Regions from separate parts of the Gasterosteus aculeatus genome. Here region 2 is linked to region 1. A link is a contact called in public Hi-C data. All regions are on one chromosome and are shown on one strand. Each heading gives the region's core, a stretch centred on a gene start, on an enhancer-like site or on the middle of the called end of the contact. The rest is flanking DNA. Distances are from core to core; before and after follow the strand shown. Region 1 overlaps rbms3 (RNA binding motif, single stranded interacting protein). Region 2 overlaps rbms3 (RNA binding motif, single stranded interacting protein).

Region 1 (4,826 bases), core at 779-3,278:
GCCGTGTTATTGCATGCGAGGGCAGTGGCGGTTATTCCTCCCATAAACATTATCTCAGAGAAATGAAGTTTGAGTTGGAAGGAAGATTAATATGGAGCGAAGAGAGCGTGCCAGCGAAAAAGCCCAAAAAAAGAGAAGCCGCCTACTGGAATTTAATGAGTTTTGTGCGTCGGCTGGGGAGCCCGCCCGCACCACGCTAATTACGCTCTGTAACGAACCGAGATCCGGGAGCATCGCAGGAAGACAAAGGCTCCGAGCTGTCCGGCAGCACGTGGCAGACAGAAACAAAAGAGCCGCATTCACACATTTCAAGCCCGCACGGACAGATGCAACTAGCGCGAGAAACGGCGGCGCGCTCGCAGCTTTCCTCCAAACCTCCAACCCCGACGTTACGGGCAATGAGACGGAGAGCTTGAACCTGACGAACAAGCCTCTCATTTGGGCTTCGCTGGGCACGTGCCGCTGAATTCGGGATGGTGAGTCTAATTCGATCCACCTCCGTTGGCTGCATGCGGGTCCAGGTCTTTGACTAGATAAGCAAAGACCACGTCCACACGCCCTCCGTCGCGCACACTTAGAGGCAACACTGCCCCCTTTTGACAAGGAGTCCCAGCTCTTGTGTGTGTGTGTGTGTGTGTGTGTGTGTGTGTGTGTGTGTGTGTCTTTCCTTCATTAAGCTGCCGGTGCCTCCAGGGAATCTAATACGCTTCCCACGCCACAGCACACAAACAGCAAACAATCAGGCTGACTTTCAACTGTGACTTTCAGCAGAATGAAACCAGCCTAGCGTCCTGCTATACAACTCTCTCTCTCTTTCATATCACTCTCTCTCTCTCTCTCTCTCTTTCATATCACTCTCTCTCTCTCTCTCTCTTTCATATCACTCTCTCTCTCTCTCTCTCTTACATTCCCTTTCGACTTGGATGGAGAATTTGCTTCTGGCACAGTTTAATGAAACTTGCCCTCTCACCGATGGATTCTAACCTTTAATATTCTGGCCCCTAGTGTGTATCCAACTTTCATCACGCGATGTGTGCCTCCACCACCCTGTGGCTCCAATCCCCCACCCCCCCATGAAATGTTTGTGTGTTGCTCCTCCCAAAACCCAAGCGTGTGTTGGATGAGGGAGATTGAAGTGAGACTTATTACTTATGTACAAATCACACTCCAGTCATCGGAACGGTTCGCCGAACTCTGCCCTCGTGCATCGCCTCGCCTGGCATCATGCATATGAGTATTGCCGGCACCGGCGTGGAGACTCCGTTGGGTTATTTGGTTGCGTTAAAGCATTAGCAACTGAATGCGGGACAGGCGGACCTCGTCCTCCACCGGGCCTCCCAACCCTCAAATGGACTCTCTTCCAGCTGATTTCCCCGTGCGTGAAAGCCCCGCAGCCCCGTCTGCATTCCTTTCCAATCATCTGATTCCAATTACTCTAATTATAGCAGCCGGGAATGTCGAGCGAGAGGAGGGCGAGAGGGAGGCAGAGGAGTGGAGAGAAGGGAGGAGAGCGTGGCGTGACTTAGCCTGGGCAGCCTGGAGGTACATGCAACAACAACCGTAACCAACAACAAAAAAACACTGTCTCGACCGCAGCTGATCCTAGTGCACCGACGGTCGGGGATGGTGGACACGCACGGGCACGTAATCATGCGACACACAATTAACAAGGTCGGGCAGATGGAAGGACACGGGTCTTGTTAATCTGGTAAAAAGGACATATGACAAATCCCCGCTGCCTGTCTGCAGCCATGTTTGACACCGGCAGGCCCCCGTAGCTCTGATATCAGTCCACAGAATGTCTTTGTTCACAGGCTTGCAGGCTGCCAGTGCTGCGGGTCATCTGGATTTGTTTTCACAGGCGACTGGTGCCGGGTGTTTTTTTTTCTATTTTTTAGACCTGCTTGGGAGGGTAAACACGTTTCCCTCTCTGCAAGTCGCTCATTCCCTCGGTGCCCGTCCGCGTCTCCCCAGCGCCTTCACACCCATTGCCTCGACGTTACGCAGTGTGGTGCGCGGAATCGTTCGTTACCGTCGCCGTTCCTTAATCTCCTCGAGCAGATGCAACTCATCACCCCACGTCTTGTCCCTGCGCGGGCGTCAGCTGGATAAGTTCCTGTAACACGTATGTGTGTGTGTGTGTGTGAGTGTGTGCAGACACACTGCCGTCATGGCGGGATGAAAGTGTTCTTTGACAGCTGTGGCATCAAACGGCAGAGATGTGAACGCTCTCAAATTTAGAGCTCATTAGATGTTGTCCAGATAACGCGATGATGAGCCACGGCTGAAGGATTTATAGAGGCGGGCGAGTCTCTCCTAATTTACCTCGGTGTGTTTATCATGCGGTCCTGTGCAATGGGCCTTAACATGCCGACGGCGCTGTGTTTTTATTTCCTCTGGTATTTAACTGAAGCCACAGACTGTAGTGACAGTGGATTCGACCAAAAGACGTCCTCCTGGACGGCGATGATTAATGGTGGAATCATTATGGAAATACTAAAAACCCTCAAGGACACATGTGGCAGTTAATTATCTGGAGACATAAAGCAGGTGTGCAAATCCGAGGATCTGATTCGTTTAAAGTCACCTTGCGGTGGATCTTCCTCACACTCTCGACCCGCGACCTCTCGTCCTTTCCTCCGTTTCTCCATTCTTCATTCTGATGTCCCTGTCTGTCTGCTGCCAAGACCCACGGCATCCGTCTAAACTCGTCTGTGCTGTTTGGCTTACAAACCAGCCTTCTCAGGCTTTCTCATTAGTCCATTGTTGTTATTTTTTTTTAGCAACGCACTCATTGTGTGTTTCGTGCATGGCCTCAACTTGTAGGCAAAAGACTTCTCCTTCCTTCTCATTCGCTCTGCTCTCTCTCTACCTCCGCTCATTGTGTCCCTCTCCAGAAAAAGGACGCCCATGAGCAGATCTCTCCCAACTTTTCATATAATGGGAGTGATGAAGCCACTGAACTCGGTGGGACACCCAGGGTGGGTCGTTAGTTTGCTTCCGCTGTATCATTAGTGTCCATAACAAACACATTATCTCCCGCCGAACAAGCCCTCTCGCAGGCCATTTAGGGTGAGAATTAGACTGTAACAAGCAGCCGCCCCCTCTATATAGGTCATCCACTACTAATGACGTTCTCGCTGAAACACACACCCAGGGAATCGGGCTCGGGTTCAGAAACGGACTCCTCTCTTTTTGATGGGTCAACAGAATCACTTAGCAGCGGGAAATAACCACCGAGGATTCTTACTATTTATTCCTGTTGTTGTGTAGTGATTGCAGGTTAGGAACAATTAAGCTTTTATCACCCTCTGGGGATTTTGGGAGTGGTAGCTGCATGGTATGGTACGGTATTTCCCTTGACTGATTCCTAAGCCTGTAACAACACCTATATTTTAAATGATACGTGAGACGTGTATTTGAATTTCGGTTGGTATCCATTCAACATAAAGCAACAACATGAAAGCAGTGGTCATCGCAGAAGCACTTGGCCGAGATCCGCAGTCTACTGAGGGCACTTTTTGACATGAATTTACCATATAAAAGATGAACAATAATACCAGTAGCAGCTTTTATCACGTAACTGAATGTCACCATAAATTCATTTTTATCAAAAAAAATGAATAAAACCTGAAGCACATTAAGAGTGGGACTGCGGAGCAGTCTGACTTGAAAATACATGATGGTCAAAACAGATCTTGGAAACTTATTTACTTCTTTATCTTTCATAACTTAACTTAAAAAAAAATAATAATAATTCTCTCCTAACCATTTTGTGTCAAGGCCACCGCATAATTTATTCATTTAAGTGTAAGTATTTATGTCGCAGTCCAGAATGTAAATGTGCGATTATTAAGGAGGACCCAGAGGCAGCTGTCAGCAGACGGGAAGCTAAACGGCTCCTGTGTACAGACAAGCAGGCTGTGTAATTATGTGTACGTTTTCAACAATGTGTGCATTTTTTATTTATGCCACAATCATAAATACATTGATTTATATCCTATTGATTTATAACTATTGTCATGTTAACACCTTATTAAACCAGTATTGATGACCCCTGTGTGACCTCTGACGAATGGACTTCAAGATAACTGTATTGCGATGTTATTAAGCATATTGTGCGTCGGGAATAATGAGACGTTAATGAGCATTTATTCTTTTCTGGTCAAAACAATTTAAGCAGCTTGTTTTTTTAAATGTGTCTGAGGAAACACATTAAAACCCTTTATTTCAGAAACAATAATCAGCTTCTATAAAATGTGGATTTATTTCTTCCACTATTTATTAGAAAACCGGCGGCATCGGGAACCTGTGTTTTATGACAAAGCGAGCTAATTCTCCACATCAGAGTTTTGTAATTGAAAATCATTGCATCACTTCCACCACTGAACCTGACTGTTGTCACATAAATGTGGATTTGTTCTGAGTGGCTTTCCCCGCACAACACCTTCCATTATTACTTTTTTTATTGCTGTTGCTGTTTCCCATTGAGAAATAATTCTTTAATATATATTTCAATATTTCCCCGGCTCTTGCCTGCACCGCGCCGCCGTTCCTCGGCGAGGATGTGACAGAGCTGAGGCGCGGTGTACTTCTGCTGCAGTTAGACATATGACACTCACCGCGCACCGTGGTGTCACGTGGCAGCCTTAGCGCTCCCCGGTGAGCACTGGCACATTAAGGAATAACAAATGAGCCCATGAGCCAGGGTGGGTTATGCAGGGTGTGTTTGTGGAGCAGCGAATGCCCATTTTCTCTGCACTGGATTCATAAGTGAAAATTGCATTTGTGCCTCCATTTGGAGAGCGGGTGATGGAGCGTGGAGG
Region 2 (4,684 bases), core at 1,664-4,163, 81 kb before region 1:
TCACCTAGATATCCAGACGTGGAAACCCGAGGAGACACCGGCCACAGACATGCAAATGGTAGGGTAGCCTTACCACTGTGATTAGTGTAAGAGGCCCTGGTCGCCCCTCTCCCAAACACACACACACACACCGGCTGCCTGCAGTGTTTATTCTCCACAGCTGCATTAGTAGTGGCAGGCTCAACGAAAACACTGTGTCACGCATAGCTTGAGAAATGGCTCCGGAAAAAGCCAATTCTGCCGTGAATGAGGATAAGCAAATAGGCATGAGGGCTTGAATAGCAGCCAGTCCTGTCACATTCCTCCTCTCGCCCAGCCACAATGATCTCCTACACCAATAAGGATACGCGCACCAATTTAGCACAGCAGATGAACCTCGCGAAGCCTTGTCGAGCAAGTGGGGGGATTACCGAGAGCAAACAGGCCTTTCTCCCGGCTTTATTTGAGTTAAATGACTCAAGCCACCCTCGTAGATTTTGCCTGAATGGTTTTTCTGGCGGACTCTACTGCTGCCCAAGCCGCCACGGTGTGTGTGTGTGTGTGTGTGTGTGTGTGTGTGTGTGCGCGTGCATTAGTCAGAGTATGGAAAAACACTGAGTGGGACAGGTAGGCGGCATGAATTAGATTGCAAGGACACTGATGCAGGGAGCGAGCTGAGCCAACTGAGTCACGGACCTGGATAAATGGTAAAGGGAGGAGAGGAGAAAGCCCACAGCGTGATAAGAGTTCAATTGGAGGAGGGATTATTATTCTTCGCCAGTAATTAGTAGCGCATAAACAGCCATTGGCAGGAGAATTAAAAAGTGTCATTATGATATGTGGCCTCCGTGCAAGATGCCGGTCCTCTCCCTTTTCAGCAGTTCGTCATGTTGCCTCACGGAGCTCCCTGTGCACACACGGATTAATGCCTAAATATGATGAACCAACAGGAGGGTTTGATGCAGAATACCAGTTTCTCCCCGTGTGATCAGCATCGAAGCAAATGCCTCTCTTCTTTATGACCCTAAATTATTAAGGTCAGTCACGTTTGCAGGAGTAGGACAGTGTGAGTGTGTGTGTGTGGGAAAGGAAGTACACGCAGATGCTATGCTTTTGCATTTAAGTAGGACAGTTTTCTGTGTCTGAATTAAGATATGTACATTATTCCCGTTAAAAGTTATGAATATATGCAAATGTTAGCATTTGAGTACTTTTACAGTTGATGAATACTGATGTTTTTTAATGCTCCTGCATTTGTTTTGTCCTTGAGGCTCCTCCTGTAAAATTGTTAGAAAGCAGTGGCTTTGAAAAACTGTTACTTATTCCCTGTCTGCGTTCTTTCGCTCATTAGCTGTCTTTGAGTACCCTGTAGAAGACTTGTATCCATTATTTATCTCTAGCCCCAAAAAACAACAGCTGCATGCTTGTGTAACCGCCATATGCCATGCTTCCCCCAACATATTGGGAGGAATAATGCTGTATAGGGAACTTTCTATCAACCCTCAGAGAGCTGTAGCAAAGCCCCGTGCACGCAGGCTGCTCAGTGCTTATTATTTCAGGCAATCAACGGAAAATGCACTGAAAACTACAAAACGGTGAGGATTTAAACTACATCCTACGATAACCGCAGGGGCACTTTGCCGAATATTCCGGGGTGCTCTTCGGCACCACCGGAACCGTCAGAGGGAGGGGAGGGAATAGGGTCACATTAGGATTCAGCCGATAAAGCAATAAACCCCTGTCGGATCTGCAGTCGGCGCCATTCGCGGGGGATTGCGTGTCCTCAGCACTTTGGGTCGGCAATTAATCACTAAGCTGGCGTTACTCCGCCTTCCTCAGAACCTTGCATAAACACTGGCAATGGCGAGCCAGCGCTTCCCCACCACTTACCCGGCGTGGTCGCGCTGTTTAGAGACTCCTCGCCCCGGCTATGCAGACTTCCTGTCCGGACTTCCTATCTGCTTAGTTATAGATAGCAGTTTAACAGCCAGCCGGATGCCCCCCCCCCGACCGCTCCATCGCTGCCCACTCGAGGGTTGCGGTTTTCTTTGGTTTTCTCCTGGCTGATGGCAGCGCCAACCGGCGTGTCGCGTGTGTTGAGCAGTGTGAGTGCATGGCAGTGATTTGTGAAATGGGAAGCTGTTGAGCCCCGTCGGGGCTTTATTAACAGGACCGCCGGGTGTGTGTTTCTGCGGTGTTGCCGTAGCGACTGTTGCCAGTAGTGTTTGCTTACCTAACCCATTGTCTTACGGCGGGACGCACAACGCTACTGCAGAGTAACCACTGTGGTTTTTTGTTTTTGAAATAGATTCTACTGAGAAAATTCAGATTTTCTAAAAAGCTATTGAACCCCGACCCCTGATATTTTATACAATTCTATTCCATCTATTATTCATTGATATCATCAGATGTCAACAAGCCAAAGTTTCTTCAGCTTCACATGGAATGCCACAAATGTTTCACACACTTTCAAACCCCCCAATAAACAATGGCCCACATTACCATGTGTATACATAACAGCCTGAGAGGAAACATGAGTGCTGGATGTGTATCGTTGAGGAAGGTGGTGGTGTTGGGGGGGGTGGGGGTGTATGCGAGGAAGGGCGGGAGCCCTTGGTGAGTTCACAGAGTTCACCGGAGGGATCTGACACACAGATCACCCTCCTGCAGTCTCTCTTTCCCTCTGAATAATTTATCTCATATAATTTATCTATCTCGCTCTCACTTTCTGTCCCTCTCACACACACACACAGACATGCAATTATGTCCCCTTCCTCACACACACACACACACACACACACACACACACACACACACACACACACACACACACACACACAGGCCTAAGGGCGGGTGGGTGGTTGCGTAGGGGGGGTTTTGTCCCGGGGCTGGTGTGCAGTGAGCAAGCTGGAATCTGCGCAGAGGGAAACCTGATAGGCATTCCCTGTGCCAAACACATGAGGTCACCCTGACTGACTCTGCCAGCCTCCGTGCCTCCGCCGCCAGCTTGAGCCTCACGCAGCTCGGGGAAACGCACAGAGCATTTTATGTGCCCATGGGGATCATAAGGCCCTTTTTTAAATGATGAATGCTGCGTTTAAAATACACTTTTAAAACGTTTACGTTCATTACAGCTCCGGTCTTATTTCCACCGCTCTGGCCATCAGTAATTGTACTCGGCAACGTCCGTTAGACAAGTTCAAGATAAGTTCATTTGAAAGAGAAAGCAAATCGTAAAATGATTTACCCATGTGATCAGTCGTTAACATCCATCCAATGTGACCGACGTTAACGGTGATCGGTTGTGCAATCATCTGGCGCGTAACCTCTATAACGGTACATAGAAATCCCGGCACAAACTATGACAACTAAAAAAAAGAAGAAGGATGTTGGAATTATTTAATTTCCGGCAGGAATCAAACACTTGCATCATTGTGTTATGAGGTCACCGTGCAACAGCTTTTTGTTTTATTAACCGTTGCCATGGAAGGATATAAATTCCTGCAGTAAATTTAAAAAAAAGTATGAGTAAAAAATAGTTATATTTAGAACTTCACTAAACCAATATAAACTACTTGAGTCTGCAAACGACATATATGAAGTATCTGCCGTATAGTTCGCCTTAAAAACAATGCACTCAGCATCTCTCAAAGTGAATGGCTGTGAAATATTGGAATCTGAAAAGAGGAAAATGTGTAGCAACCGTAAGCTCCAGAGACGTGTCTTTTATCCTCAGCAGCCCTTTGAAATACCCAAACCCAAATAACACTGTCAACTCAAAGCACTGCTCCGCAAAGGACCCTAAACATGTGTTCTTTAGATCTCGGCTCCTGTTCTCTTGTCACACAAGCATGCAACACAGACACCCGCATTCAATCAGCCAACACACACACACACTAACATGAATTCTTTCTCCAACGCACAGACACACACGCACGCAGCAGTCACCCCCGGCTCCCACGCAGCTCGTGTTCTTCCCATATTATGTTCAAATGGACACGCATAATTACGCTGGCGTGGTTCGTTGTTGGCGGTCGTCAACAGCCCCCATGAATCCTCCTACAGAGGTGAGCATTGTCACAGGCCCCACAAATGTCCCGTTCCCGAGGGGTTCCCTGCTATCTCGATGGAGCGCGCCCCTTTTGACATAATAAGGTATTGTTAAAAATGTTTTGACGCAGATTGTGGGGTGACGTTCACATCATAGCGTGCAGCCAAAGTGGCTCTTATTCCAAGTCTTTACAGTGTGACCACTTCCCCTCCCACACAGGCCCGTGGTAGAAATGGGGTGAAATGAAGTGTGGAGAGAATTCTGGGCCCGGCAGGCAGCTACACCTGTAAAATGCCAGAATACAAGTGGCGCCATTTGGAGTCCCAAAGCACTGCCAATCTTTCTTTCTGTGTCGACACCTTTAAGGGGCCGCTAGTGTTCCACATTCCCTCCTCTGTTTCCTACTTGTCGCAGACCAAGGATTAGTTTGCATGTGTCGTCCTTTAACACCCCCCCCCTCCTCCCCCCCTAAGGCTGCTTCAGATATTTGGGCAACCCTGAATGACCTTTCTTCACAAACCGACAGGTTTTTAAATAAAGCTGCGGCTTGTGGCGCGCGCTGACTCTATATGCTCTTGTATATGCTAGCCGGGGCACCGTCTGACCCAAACATGCTCTTTTTCGCTATCGTGTTTCCAAACACGGCGCAGCCTG

What was found. Hi-C and Micro-C count contacts between places; a contact is called where the count stands out from the background.
Region 2: a Hi-C map of skeletal muscle shows a contact between it and region 1, with 1.9 times the contacts expected there. The contact joins two enhancer-like sites. A contact is called at or near these places in 3 of 6 Hi-C or Micro-C datasets (skeletal muscle and whole body).

Annotation. Positions count from the first base shown.
Region 1 is chr10:6,392,878-6,397,703 of fGasAcu3.hap1.1, reverse strand. The region is part of intron 4 of rbms3 (RNA binding motif, single stranded interacting protein); the gene reads left to right. Among protein-coding and RNA genes, the nearest start is that of LOC144383545, 77 kb to the right of the region's middle. Within about 2 kb of position 2,028, at least 1 of the 9 cell types and tissues checked has open chromatin away from gene starts, as enhancers often do.
Region 2 is chr10:6,475,155-6,479,838 of fGasAcu3.hap1.1, reverse strand. The region is part of intron 1 of rbms3 (RNA binding motif, single stranded interacting protein); the gene reads left to right. Among protein-coding and RNA genes, the nearest start is that of rbms3, 27 kb to the left of the region's middle. Within about 2 kb of position 2,913, at least 4 of the 9 cell types and tissues checked have open chromatin away from gene starts, as enhancers often do.